2 separate regions of the Triticum aestivum genome follow, and region 1 is linked to region 2. Evidence: chromatin contacts called from public Hi-C data. All regions are on one chromosome and are shown on one strand. The core of a region is the stretch at or near the end of the contact, and the rest is flanking DNA. Distances in the headings are between cores, read along the strand shown.

Region 1 (6,321 bases), core at 3,805-6,304, 460 kb before region 2:
AGAACGGTGGGTTAAGCCTTGCTTTACAGGTATGTTTATCTGGCTTATCATTTTTTTGTCCAAACAAACATAATTTCCAGCATTTTCTTCTATTCATTAATTTTTAAGGCATCCTGCCTTGGACGCTTAGGCGGCAAAGCACGCTGACAGCTCCCCACAATTTTGCCCGCCTTAGGCACTTAGTCATCGCTAAGCGTTAAGGCGGTGGGTGCTCACTTTAGGATGATGCCTTTACCGCATAAGAACATTGCTTCTATTTGTAACTAGTTTGTCACCTACCAAGCATGAATTGTCAAAATGCATGATTTGTTTCTTGCCATCAGCCTTTATCTTTCCTAAATCTCCTCTTCTTACTGAAAAGGGTGTGTCAAATAGTCCAGAAGACATTCTAATCATGGGTGTCGGTCCATTATTCCATGTTTTCTCTGTAATATGTATTTATTGCATACAACTATGTTTCATTACAACCCTCCTTGTGTTAATGTTTTCTTATGTGAATTTTTGAACTTGAGCTTGCATTGTAATAATTGGAGCTTGTGAAGCCCAGAATCTATACTTTGTTGATATGGTTGGAACTTCCCTCACCTCGGTATAATTAGGGAACTTAAAATATTGCATTTTGCTAATTCATGTAAATGTCAGATATGTCCGCCAGCATCATCTCAGGTTTAGATATGGACTGTATGTCTGTAGGGACACCAGCTAGAAACTGCTTTCTGCATAATCTTACCAGGAAGCTGCGTTCTGCGAATGGCCTAAACCTTAACAAAGTCTTCTTGTGGTCCTATCCCCCATCCAGAAGCTTGGTTAAATCCAGGCATTCACGCACATGTTGCTTTCTTGGGCCTAACCAGATCTTCTAGTGTGATTGGAGTAGTCCCAATTTTGTGTTGTCAAATTTGAATTGCATATAATGTAATGCCTTGGAAGTATGCTTGTGTTGGTCCATTTTATAATTTTCAGTGTACTAGTTTTTGAGGCTTTGAGCATTATGTCAGCTGATATCTACCATTCTGTTGCAGGAAGATAGTGCAAAGACCGGGAAAGTTACTTCTGCTGGGATGTTCTTTCTTGGCTTTCCCGTGTACCGTTTTGAACATAATAATTCAGTGAGTATACAAATAGTGTCTTGTTGTCTATCCTTTTGTTTCTTTGTTGGCTTGCCTCTTTACAAGCTCCAATTATTTCGAGGCTGCTGCTGCAAAAGATCCCGATAGTGCATTCTTTAAGAGATTGGATGGTTTTCAACCATGCGAAGTTAATGAACTGAAAGAAGGGACCCATTATTTTGCTGTTTATGGTATGCCACTTTATGTTACTTCCTGTAAAATTACCCATGGCAAACATGTATAGGCTTACATAAAGCATTTGGTCTATTAGGCGATAATTTCTTCAAAAGTGCAACCTATACCTTAGAGGTTGTATGTGCTGAACCCTTTTCCAACGAAAAGGAGAAGCTACGAAGCGTGGAGGCAAAGATACTTGCAAAACGGTCCGAGCTGTCTAAATTTGAGTCGGAGTATAGAGAGGTATGCCCTCACCTTTTGCAGATTATCTACGGAAACAGACTTTTAAGTGAAAACACATCATTGTTAAGAGTTGGAATTGGCAGGTTTTAGCAAAGTTCACTGAGATGACCAGCAGATATGCTCAAGAGATGCAAACGGTACGTGTATTTGTGGAACATCTATTTCTGTTCCTTGCCTTGTTCTCACATAATGTTCTTGCATAGATTGATGAGCTTCTCAACGAAAGGAATGCCATTCATGCATCCTACACCAACAGCCCAACTCTAAAGCGGAGTTCCAGTGACAGCAAAGGGAAAACATCCTCTAAAGGGTCCAAAAGTGATGATGATCAAAGTGTAAGAAAAGAGAAGAAATCAAAGAGTCCGACGACGATGGAGGCATCAGCGAGCGATGAAGAGGGCCCTAATAAAAAAGAAAAGAAACCTAAAGAGCGGCTTCGCAGGAAGAGATGGTTCAACATCCATCATTTGAAAGTGGACAAAAGAAGACCCTGCTGAGAGATGTATTGTGTCGTTCTGAATGTATTATTTTGTGTCGATGATTCCACTTGCAGTATTCGCCTTCTCATATCTTTTCTCCCTACGCTGTACCGATTTGTTTCCTGAAAAGTCAGGAATCTTGGTAGATTTCGAATATGTTGTAAAGAAATGGTATTTTGTACTGAAGTACTCAGCTAGCCCTGAAAACTCTTATTTGTACTTCTAGTCTCATGCATTTGTGCCGAAGGCGCAACATTTGCACTTATATAATCTTGCCCCCAACGCTTTTGATTTGGGGCGGGTTTCGGTCATCTGTCCTGCCTGGAGGGACGCCAGCACGAACTGTCTGATCTGCTAAAGCCTGAAAATTACCTGTCACGTTGGCGTAAACAACTTTCTCAAGTAGCGTCCTGGTTTTAAATTGACAATATAGCTTGAGAAAAGCTAAAAAGTACTGGCTGCCAACCAATAATACTTGCTACATGGAGTAAACAGTAACTCGAAAATTAGCGAGCTTGTTCTGCACTAGCTCTATAATATTGTGCAATATTATGTGACCTAATTGTCTTATGGATTTGTTCAAATTTATTGTGCATAACATTTAATTCAAGTGTCACATATTTGATCGTTAATGCTAGCTAGCATAGCATTGTGAGTTTGTTAAGATGGATCATTACATATGATGTTGAACTGAGTTATGTTTCAGCTAATTTGACAAGTTGTGTTAATGTGTGACTATTTGTTATGCCTTTGAAAAACACAACAAATGTCTGCAACAACAACATAACACTATCCCACAAAGCATCAAAATGAATCACAACATAACTATGATCAAACGAATACCATTATGCTTCACCTTACACTATAAGATGTACATGAACATTATAAGATCTACATGATTTATATAGCACACAAGCATGTAAAACAACACAATATGGGACATAACAAGTATCATGGAATACATAGGTTACTCAGATGACGAGTGGCACATCGGCAGAAATATATAACAAAATGAATAACTCCAATATAATCCTAATTAACAATCCATCACGACATGATATCAAAACAAAAAGTACGCACACCATAAGAGGGTACATGTGTTTGGTGTTTCAAAATGCCACTTCAAAACAACACACAAACATTAGCTGCTAACCAAAACTTTCTGGTTTTTCTTCTCCCAGGAAAGTGAAGATCATAGCAACCTACGCCTCCTAGTTGTAGACATAGGCAAGGTTGCAATTACTGCAGTAGTGGTGGCCGGAGTGGTTGGCCACAATTAGCGTTGGGTCATTCCTTGCAGAGGCAGGTAACCTTGCCGGTGGAGTCGCCAACCCCATAGGACCACATAACAATGAGCTTTACTTTCTTGGGCTTGGTGTAGGTCATCTTTTGGCACCCCCCTCAAACGGAGCACTAGGTGCAACATCGACTCCTTCTGGATGTTGTAGTCAATGAGCATGCATCCGTCCTCTAGTTGATCGCCAGCGATGATGACTCGCTGCTAGCCCGGGGGATGCCCTCCATGTCCTAGATCTTGGTCTTCACATTGTCGATGGTTTCTGAGGGCTACCTTCAACGTGATGGTCTTCGCCATTAGGGTCTTCACGAAGATTCTACATCTTGGTCAGCGGTACCCACCGGTGACGACAACAACGACAGCCTACCTACCTACCTAACTAGGGAGAGGGTGGTGGTTCACGGCAGTGGCGGGGTGAACTGGCATGGGCGGGTAGGGTTTAGGGGGTGGAGAGTGGTGGTAATTATATAGGTGGAATGAGGTGGCATGCATTGTTCATTTATATTGGATTTTGATCGGACTGACTAACTGGGTATGTCAGTAGTTGTTGGGCCTCAGGGAAAGTCCACTAGCTCATGCATCACGTCCTCGATAGTTATTTGGAAGACGCTTCGGTTCACCTAACCGGTCGCTACATTTACTTGACCGCGTAGCGCACGCAACATATGTCCAGTGGGCCTGTGCATTTCCCCTTTGTTCTCGCATGAGTAGTCTCCTACCTCGCGCTCCATCACCACCGATGCACAACGAGTCACCGCTCTGTGTTGCTGCAACCACTGAACCACTGGTCTTTTAGGTCGGACCGCCGCGCTGCTGCAACCCTCAAACCATCGTGCTGCAAGACATATGCAAGTCGCGTGACACCAACCATTGTTGTTGCAAACCTTCATCCTTGTAGCCAAAGGCGCCGACCATCGCTGTTGCAAAAACCGTCGTTGCAGCGGCATTGCTGCAAGTACATCCTCTCCCATCCCATTTTCTCCTCTTCCCTTCATACCTTCTTGAACTCGTCGCGAGGTGACTCGCCCCTTCTTTGCAACAAGCCGCCATGCCCCCAAGTGTTGTTTCCCAACCACGAGTCCCTGCAATCAAACACAAAGGAAGAGAGAGTGTTCCTTCAGGGATGCTGCACCACACGATATGTGAAGGGTGGGCTCACAACAACACCACTGTTGCGAAGCCACCGACAATTTCAATCGAAGTTGTGAGCTGGTGCCGCAAAAGGGTGCGGTGAGATGTGCGATTAGTGAATCATGAGATGTGCGAAAGCATGAAGTAACAGTTATGATGATATGATCCAAGGACGAGCGATGCGGGGGCTATCAGCCGGGTTGACGCCCAGTGGTTGCCTAGTTATTTTAGGGTAACGAAGGAAAAAAAACCCACTTTTTTCAGTTCCAGCCCAGTTATTTTCACTCGATTTTGGACAATCCTGATCTGAAAAATCAAAAGCTCAAAAGAATTTTAATCTGATTGTCTAAAATCATCTGAGAATCACTACAATCGCTAGTGCAATCGAAAATCGTCTGGGACCTGGCAAAATAGACAAAAATAACCCAAAGATGAAAGTAATTTAAAAAACAAACCCTATTTTTGTCCATTTCACCTGGGAACCTCGCTTCGGGCGATTCTGGGCTCTCCCACAAAACAAAACGTTTCGATTGGAGATAGTACCCCTGTCTGAGAGGCAAATTACGAGAGAACTGCCACTGCCGGCCGCGCCCAGAAAAAACGAGTCGTACGACTAGTCCCTCTCCTTCCCTCAGAAAAAAAAAATCCCTCTCCTTCGCTCGATCCCCCACCTCCGCACTCGCGCTCGCGATAGGGTTACAGGGCCGCCGCCGCCGCGCCGCCCGACAGCTCGCCCCGGCCGCTCACCTGAAGCCGCTGGCCTCAACGCCCGACGCCGCCTCCCGGAGTTCGCTCGGGCCGTCGCCTAAGGTGAGCTCTCCTCTCCTCTCTGTCTTCTCTGTTCTGTCCTCCATGTCTCTCTTTTCTATCAATTTCTTGTTACAAAATTGATGGATAGATGGACTGATGAATGGATGTATTATATTTACAATCTCTCATGTTGTAGTTGATCATGGTAATGCCGCCCTGGGTGCAGCCTCTATTCCTTCTTGTTCGTCCCTGTTCCTAGTTCTTCTCTGTACATGGAACGATGGATGGATAGATGTTTGTTTGGTAGGAAGGAGTAGATGATTTGCTTGATGCCTGAATGTTAGCAATTCGACACACAGTTTCAGTTCAGGGACATTACGGACATTTCAGCACACAACTCATCCCATAATCTCAGACCACAATCTCAGAAAAGAACTTGACGGCTGATTCTGTGGGAAGTTTCTCAAAAGCTGATTATGGAGAGTCAAAAGCTGAAAAGAGCCGGGCTCCAGTGGCTCCCCGCCCCCCTTCCCCTCCCCGATAGTTATTTTAGGTGTTTATAGAGGAAAAAACCTCCAGGTGCGCCCCTTTCCCCTCCCCGTTTTCGCGGTCTCCCGGCGCAATCTGGAGCCCAAACTACCGGCGCGTGGACGCCAAGTGCTGATCCAGAATCCTCCTTCCCGCCAGCAAGCCGTCGCCAAGTTCATCCCTTCGCCCAGCTGGATAGTGAGAGGGAGAGGGGGTACTCAGGGACGCCCAGATCGGCGCTGGCGGCGCGGCGGCTCGGGAACAGGGGAGGCTGGGCTAGGCGTCCGGCACGGAGAAGCGCGAGGCAGAGGAGGTGGCCTGCGTGGAGGAGGGCGGCTGGCGCTGGGGAGGAGCGCGGCGCGAACGAGGCGCCCTGGTGCTCGTCGGAGGCGCGAGGCGCTGCATGCTGGGCTTGCTGTTCCTGGAGCAACGCTGCAGCGGCCTACGTTGCACCGATACGGCGATACGAGTACGGCGATACGGGATACGACAATTTCTAGAAACAGCAATATGCGATACGGCGAGTATATATACATAATTAATAAAATGGCATGTAATAAAGATAGAACATACTAATATAATGCGTGAGATGAGAACAAAATGATGC
Region 2 (6,318 bases), core at 2,935-5,434:
GACACCTACTGGATTGCCATATGCATGGATCAATCTTAAGGTTCATTTACAAACCCTTGGCCTTTCTTCTGATTCAGAAAGCAGTTCACCGCTACAATCACGTTCTCGGATAAAATAAATAGTAAAAGACATGTATTGGTAAATTCCAAAAGTTCAGCAAGCCCCTTCCTGCTATGGCACAGAACAGAAGTGTCAAGCCTCCTGTGGAAACTAGATAATTGTTCGACAATTATTTCGTTTCCCTTTCTGGATACCCTTGTATGATATTACTTGTAACACTCAAGTCATACATATTACATAGCTCACGTGTATTACAATCCTTTTAATCATGATCTGACATGGCTGTTGAGCTTGTATTTTATTCATACATCTTCTCTGATGCTATGACTACTTTTTCCAGTATGGAGTGATGGAGAATGAGACAACTGAAACGAGCACATCAGGATGTGGTGAGTGGCGGAATAGTCATTATTCTGTTGGGTGTCTTTGTAGTGGTAGCTAAGATACATAAATTTGTTGCAGGCTCCCTTATCCTTGAAATGGGTGCATTGTCACGTTTGACCGGTGATTCTAGATATGAAGCTGCAGCTCTTCGTGCTCTTCGCAAGTTATGGAGCATGAGAAGCTCACTGAATCTTGTAGGCTCAACACTAGATGTTTTGTCTGGCAACTGGATTGAATATTCGTCAGGCATTGGTGCTGGTACTACTTCTTATGCTAGCCCACTTGGTGTATCGCTTATACCAACATCAAATTTGTAGCATAATTGTTTTTTTACAAGTGTTTCTTTGTATATGTCGTTTAATTCTGTCTAATTAGAACATATATGTGCTTGAGACATATTGATGATCTTTCGTAACATATTTTCAGGAGTTGATTCATTTTACGAGTATTTGATTAAGGCATATATCCTTTTTGGAAGTGATGAATACTGGGATATGTTTCATTCTGCTTACCTAGCAGTGCAGAAGTATTTCCGACACGGGCCATGGTACACCCTTTAATCATGCCATATTCATTCAAAAATTTCCATTCCATGCTAGTTACTTGTCGCCACAATATGCTTGTACCGGACAGTAATACTCATCCATCTTCTCAGGTACCATGAGGCTGATATCAGGACTGGAGAAGCAACACACTGGCAACTAACTAGCCTCCAGGCCTTCTGGCCTGGTGTTCAGGTCTGCTGACTCTGTACATGGTTGATGTAGCACCTTATTGTGGAATTTTTTATCTTGTATTGTTTTGCTTACTGCTATCATCATCACCAGACATTACTAGGAGATGTTGCTGCTGCAAATCTGTCACATCGTGAATTTTACAATGTATGGCAAAGGTTCGGCGTCCTTCCTGAAAGGTATTAATAATTAAAAACTAAGTACCTCTTGACCATCAGTTTGTAAAGGAAAATGGAAGTATTGTGTGACTGTTTGAAATAAATTCGGAGTATGATACACAAGACTGACAAGAGTATGACCAAAACTTGCTTTCAGGTTTTACACTGTATTTTTTTGATGCATGCTTTGTACTTTGCAGATATCTGTTAGACTACGGAATTTTGCATCCTACAGAGAAGTACTATCCTTTACGTCCAGAGTTTGCTGAGTCTACATTTTATCTTTATCAAGCAACTAAAGGTGTGATCATGAATAACAGACAAATAATATTGTTGGGGTTTTTTTTTCTTAAAATATTAATCAAGCAGATAAAGATAATATGATGTCCAGATCGCTAACACCACTGATCTCTATAGATCCTTGGTACCTAGAAGTGGGTGAAGCTATAATTGGATCACTTAATTACTACACCAAAGTGGAAGGAGGTTTTGCTAGTATCAGAGATGTTTCAACAATGAACCTTGAAGATCATCAACACAGCTTCTTTCTTTCAGAAACGTGAGCTGTTAATCGTCCTATTGTTTCTAATAAGCAGTTGGAGCAAAACTGTCTCATTCGCGCTGATAGATCCGGTCACTGTTGAGATGACAGTTGATAACTCTTCTGCAGGTGCAAATATCTTTTTCTCCTTTACGACGATTCATTCTTGAGGAACAAAAATTACATATTTACAACAGAGGGCCACCCCCTTCCAGTAATGAGCACGTGGCACGAGAAAACTCCTCGACTGGATGTTCCCACCAATTGGACAGTTGTTAAGGTGATTCCATACCACCTTACATCAGAACGCAAGTTAGGAAACCATATGATGCCCTAGCTCCTATTTGTAGGAGCATTAATCTTACTCTGTACTGTCATCATAACGATATCGAGAACCTCTCTGCAGGACGGCAACCAACCGATTCGTGCGAGCGCATTGTCATCCAAAGTCTGTCCAGAGACAATTTTCCGGCAGAACGTTGGCTCCCCATGGGAGAGTGCGTGCCACATACCAGATGTGTTCCCTAGCCACAGATGCAGGGCCGACGATGACTGTGGGATAGAGTCAGTAACATGCAAGAGGAGAACCTGCAGTATGGCTGGATACTGCAGCTTGTGGCTGGCGGTTTACTAGCCAATGTTGTTGGAGAGATTATACTTTCGCCATTCGTTCACAGAATGATCAAAATAAGGTAAACACCACCATGAAAATAGAATGTTACCCGCCTGCTTCGGCCTGACTTTGTACATTAGAATAGCATCGACAGCAGATTCATGACGTCTGAATTCGCCAAATTAACCTGCGTGTCAAATACTGGTTTGAGGTTTCATGCTGATGTATCTGCCATCCGATATATGGGTGTACTTTATTGTGCGATATATGTTATTACTATCTGATCTGATTATTTTAGCACATGTGTGCATGCAAAAAAAAGAACATACTAAAGACATTGTGCATTCTGGTTAATTTGTGCGGACTTAACAATAAAGTTCAGTCTTTGGTTTGTTGTGAGTTGCAAATCGTTCGTGATTGCACGCTGTATCTGCCGTCAGATTTGTAATGGAGATTCACACCAATAATATTAGTTGGGCCAAATATTCAAAAAAAAAAAATTAGTTGGGCCACCTTCCCTAATCCTGACAATGTAGCTGCAAAGTCAAATGTCCGATGCAGGGCAGGAATAATAAAAATTCCTTCCTTTGATCTATACAAGACCACTTAGTTTCGTATTAAGTTAAACAGCTTTAAGTCTGATGAACTATTTAGAAAAGATCAACATATGCAATATCCAATAAATACATTTATGAAAATGCATTTCTCAATAGATCCAGTGATATTGATTTGGTAATGTAAATGTTCATAATTATTGGTGTGAATCAAAGCTAGGTAAATCAAAGCTACAAGTAGTACATTGGAAAATCTGGAAATTGGGCAATGGCTCCTAGGTGCATATGCATCCATTATCTAAATACACATTTTAAAAAGTTGAAAAATTCTGTACAAAAATCTCGCGTGTATATCCGGATATTCTATGTGCGTGCACAAAGTTTTCGGTGAAAAACGAGGTTTTTTGTGGCTTGTGTAAAAAAGACAATTTCTGATGCTTCATTACAACTATTCATTTTGCATTTTTTTATCTTTTTTGCACAAGCCGCAAAAAACATCGTTTTTCACCGAAACTTTGTGCATGCACATAGAATGTCCGGATATACCCGCGGGATTTTTGTTTCAAAAATTTTAACTTTTCAAAATGTGTATTTAGACAATAGGTGCATATGCACCTAGGAGCCAAAACACCGTGTCCGGAAAATCTGCCACACAAATGTGGCAAAATGGAGATATAGCAAGAGAAAGGAAATAAGTAGCCTCCCCGTGGTCGATCGCGGCGGCGCCATAAAGAGCAGGCGAGGGTAGCTGGAGCTTCCGGACCTGGCATGGCTTCTAGACCAACAACCGCGCGGCGCAGGGTCCCTCCCTCCTCGCGCGCGCCCCCAATCGAACGGTACGTACGACGCAAGCAACCAACTCAACCGCGCCCTGCCAGTCGTCCACGTACGGCCCTTTCCCGCGTCCGATCGCTCGCGCCGCATGCTCGTCGACGTCATTCACACCCTAGGAAGAAGCCCTTTTTTGCTCACTCGCGCGCGCACAATAACGCACGGCCCGGCGTTGGTTACAGCGTGCGCCGTGCATACGAATTGAACGCACCGCCTTTTCCTAGCTCCCATCCGCCCCGCGGCGCGCCAGCGGGCGAACTCCCCCGTGGCCTTTACGCCACGCTCTTCTATATAAGCCCGGCAAGGCGAGCAATCAACATCATCCACCACAACGAAAGCAACAGCCAGCGATCGAGACAGCAGCAAGAGGCTCACTTAGCTACTGCCACTAGTCGCGATCACATAGCCACTCGATCGACATGGCCTGCAAGTCGGCGTCCCTGCTGATCCTCGCGGCGCTGGTGGCGGCCGCGGCGTGCGCGGGCTCGGCAACGGCGCGCGACGTCCCGGCCGGGAAGGAGGATGCGGTGAAGCGGCCGGAGACGTTCCAGGAGGGGACGGTGCTGATCCCGGGGATCGGGCGGTACGAGCTGGGCAGCCACTACAGGCCGGACATCGGCGGGCTGGACCACAGCATCCCGGTCGCCGCCAGGGCGCAGTTCATCCCCGGCGCCGACGACACCTGGGTGCCCAACCCCGGCTTCGAGGTGCCCAACCCCTTCCGCCCCGCAGCCACCACGGAGTCCCCCTGATGCATGGATCGAGTCGGCCGGCCAACGCGTCCACGTTACGCCTATCGATCAATGGGTAGCTAGCCTGCTACAATTCAATTTCCGCTAGCTTTTGGTTGCTACAATAAAATAGCTGCTATGCATAGGCAAGGCATGCGTATGCATGTATCAGCGACTGCGTGCGAGCGCGCTGTCGACGTTTTTTGTGTGTGATTGGAGAGTGTACCTGTATGGGGTATGCATGGATGCGTAGGAAGGAAGCATCCATCGCATATCTCGCTTTGCTTTGTTGTTGCCAATAATGTGTAGTTCAATGTATTTTTCTTTTTAGTTCGATAAATTAATGATGAAGTATTATGCATGATGAAGCTTGCTGTGTTAGCCACACAAAAACACAAGCTTGTATAGATGAAAGAAGACCCATTGTTCGGTCCAATCATAGTGAAAATCTGAATTTGATCCTTGGTTAGAAGGGACGTTGTTTTCGGTGATCTAGGCAAAGGCTCTGGCTTAAGTTGTGTCGCCCTGCCAACGGCTTTTCGGGGCGTGTTATGTTCTAGATGGATTAGTTGACACTCACTTTCTAGATTTTAGATTTTTATTGCTCAGTACATCATATGGCAAATGTAAGCTCCATGTTAAACTAAGTCCTAAGGCGCAAAAGGAAAACGAAAGTGTAAAGTGTAAAAAGCATGGCTCTTGTGTACATGCGTTCAAAAAAAGTCAGAACGGACAACAACCCACACGCGTCCTTAAGAAAGCCACCGCCTACCCCAGCAACTGGCACGCAACGCCAACAAACCAGAGCTGAATTTAACGCATAAGGTGAACTTAGACACGATTGATGACCAGTTTCACGTAGCAATTAGTGATGTGACCTCACAGCAATTCAAGCGCACATGAGCGCGCCATAACACAGCCGCTTAGTATCATACCATTTGTAAACGAGTCGGGCAGCGTATATTTGCTTACTCGACGGCTACTAGTCATGCAATGCTTTACTCCGGCAGCAAAGCTTGTTCAGTAGTTCATGGCAAAAAGTAGTCTACGTAGTTGGGCAAAAGATGCAACTACAAGTTTCCAGCGACGACACCAATTTTTTTCCACCTCACTATGGCTGACCACCTCGCCGGGAACGTCCACGTCCGCGCCCGGCTTCTCGAGAACGACCCCTGGAAGAGGAAGGCTGTGGAGTGCTCGTCCGTACAAGTCTGTTTTGTCTGTTTGTTCTGTTTTGTATTGCCCTCTCCGTCAAGTTGATTGTTCTTCCCACATTCTCTGCTGCGGTACCGGGATTCTGTTGTTCAGAAGATGCGCCAGCAATGGCTGGGTTTGAAGGGGAAGGTTCACGTACAGGGGATGCATCTGTGGTTCTGCTTGGTGATGCATCCGCTCCGCCTGACTGTGCTAGAGGGCTTTGGTCTGGCTCCACCTCAGCAAGTTCAGCAGTACCATCACCTTCTACAATCTCCTCTGACATGTCTGCATCGCTCTTTGCTGCTGCCCCACTTGGAGATGCTGCCCTGAAAGCATCACCTGCTTGCTCACCAATATCCAGGGGACTGCTATCTGATTGTTGTTCAGGTTCATCCGGCAACTCCCCCTCCTCCCTCTCATCCTCGGCATCGGTGGCTGTAGTAATCTGGCCCTCTTCCTTCGCATCTTCGTGTTTCTGGTCTTCATCAAACGATTCCACTACTGCCTCTGACTTA

Evidence for each region. Hi-C and Micro-C count contacts between places; a contact is called where the count stands out from the background.
Region 1: a contact with region 2 is called in a Hi-C map of leaf, with 3 times the contacts expected there. The contact joins the promoter of LOC123145524 here to the promoter of LOC123145521 in region 2. A contact is called at or near these places in 3 of 5 Hi-C or Micro-C datasets (all in leaf).

Annotation. Positions count from the first base shown.
Region 1 is chr6D:421,880,192-421,886,512 of IWGSC CS RefSeq v2.1, reverse strand. It overlaps LOC123145524 (craniofacial development protein 1), which reads left to right and starts at 5,054. Exons shown (of 5, transcript XM_044564954.1): 1 at 5,054-5,246. It overlaps LOC123145525 (chaperone protein dnaJ 16), which reads left to right. Exons shown (of 11, transcript XM_044564955.1): 6 at 1-29; 7 at 1,023-1,109; 8 at 1,192-1,300; 9 at 1,381-1,529; 10 at 1,613-1,666; 11 at 1,733-2,227. The coding sequence ends at 2,026.
Region 2 is chr6D:421,415,116-421,421,433 of IWGSC CS RefSeq v2.1, reverse strand. It overlaps LOC123145521 (putative cell wall protein), which reads left to right and starts at 4,184. Exons shown (of 1, transcript XM_044564949.1): 1 at 4,184-4,974. The coding sequence starts at 4,295. The coding sequence ends at 4,627. LOC123145520 (nuclear-pore anchor) reads right to left here. Exons shown (of 48, transcript XM_044564948.1): 48 at 5,415-6,318. The coding sequence ends at 5,718. LOC123145522 (alpha-mannosidase I MNS5) reads left to right here. Exons shown (of 17, transcript XM_044564950.1): 8 at 1-40; 9 at 401-449; 10 at 523-702; 11 at 871-991; 12 at 1,100-1,181; 13 at 1,272-1,357; 14 at 1,537-1,637; 15 at 1,754-1,895; 16 at 2,007-2,157; 17 at 2,284-2,787. The coding sequence ends at 2,511.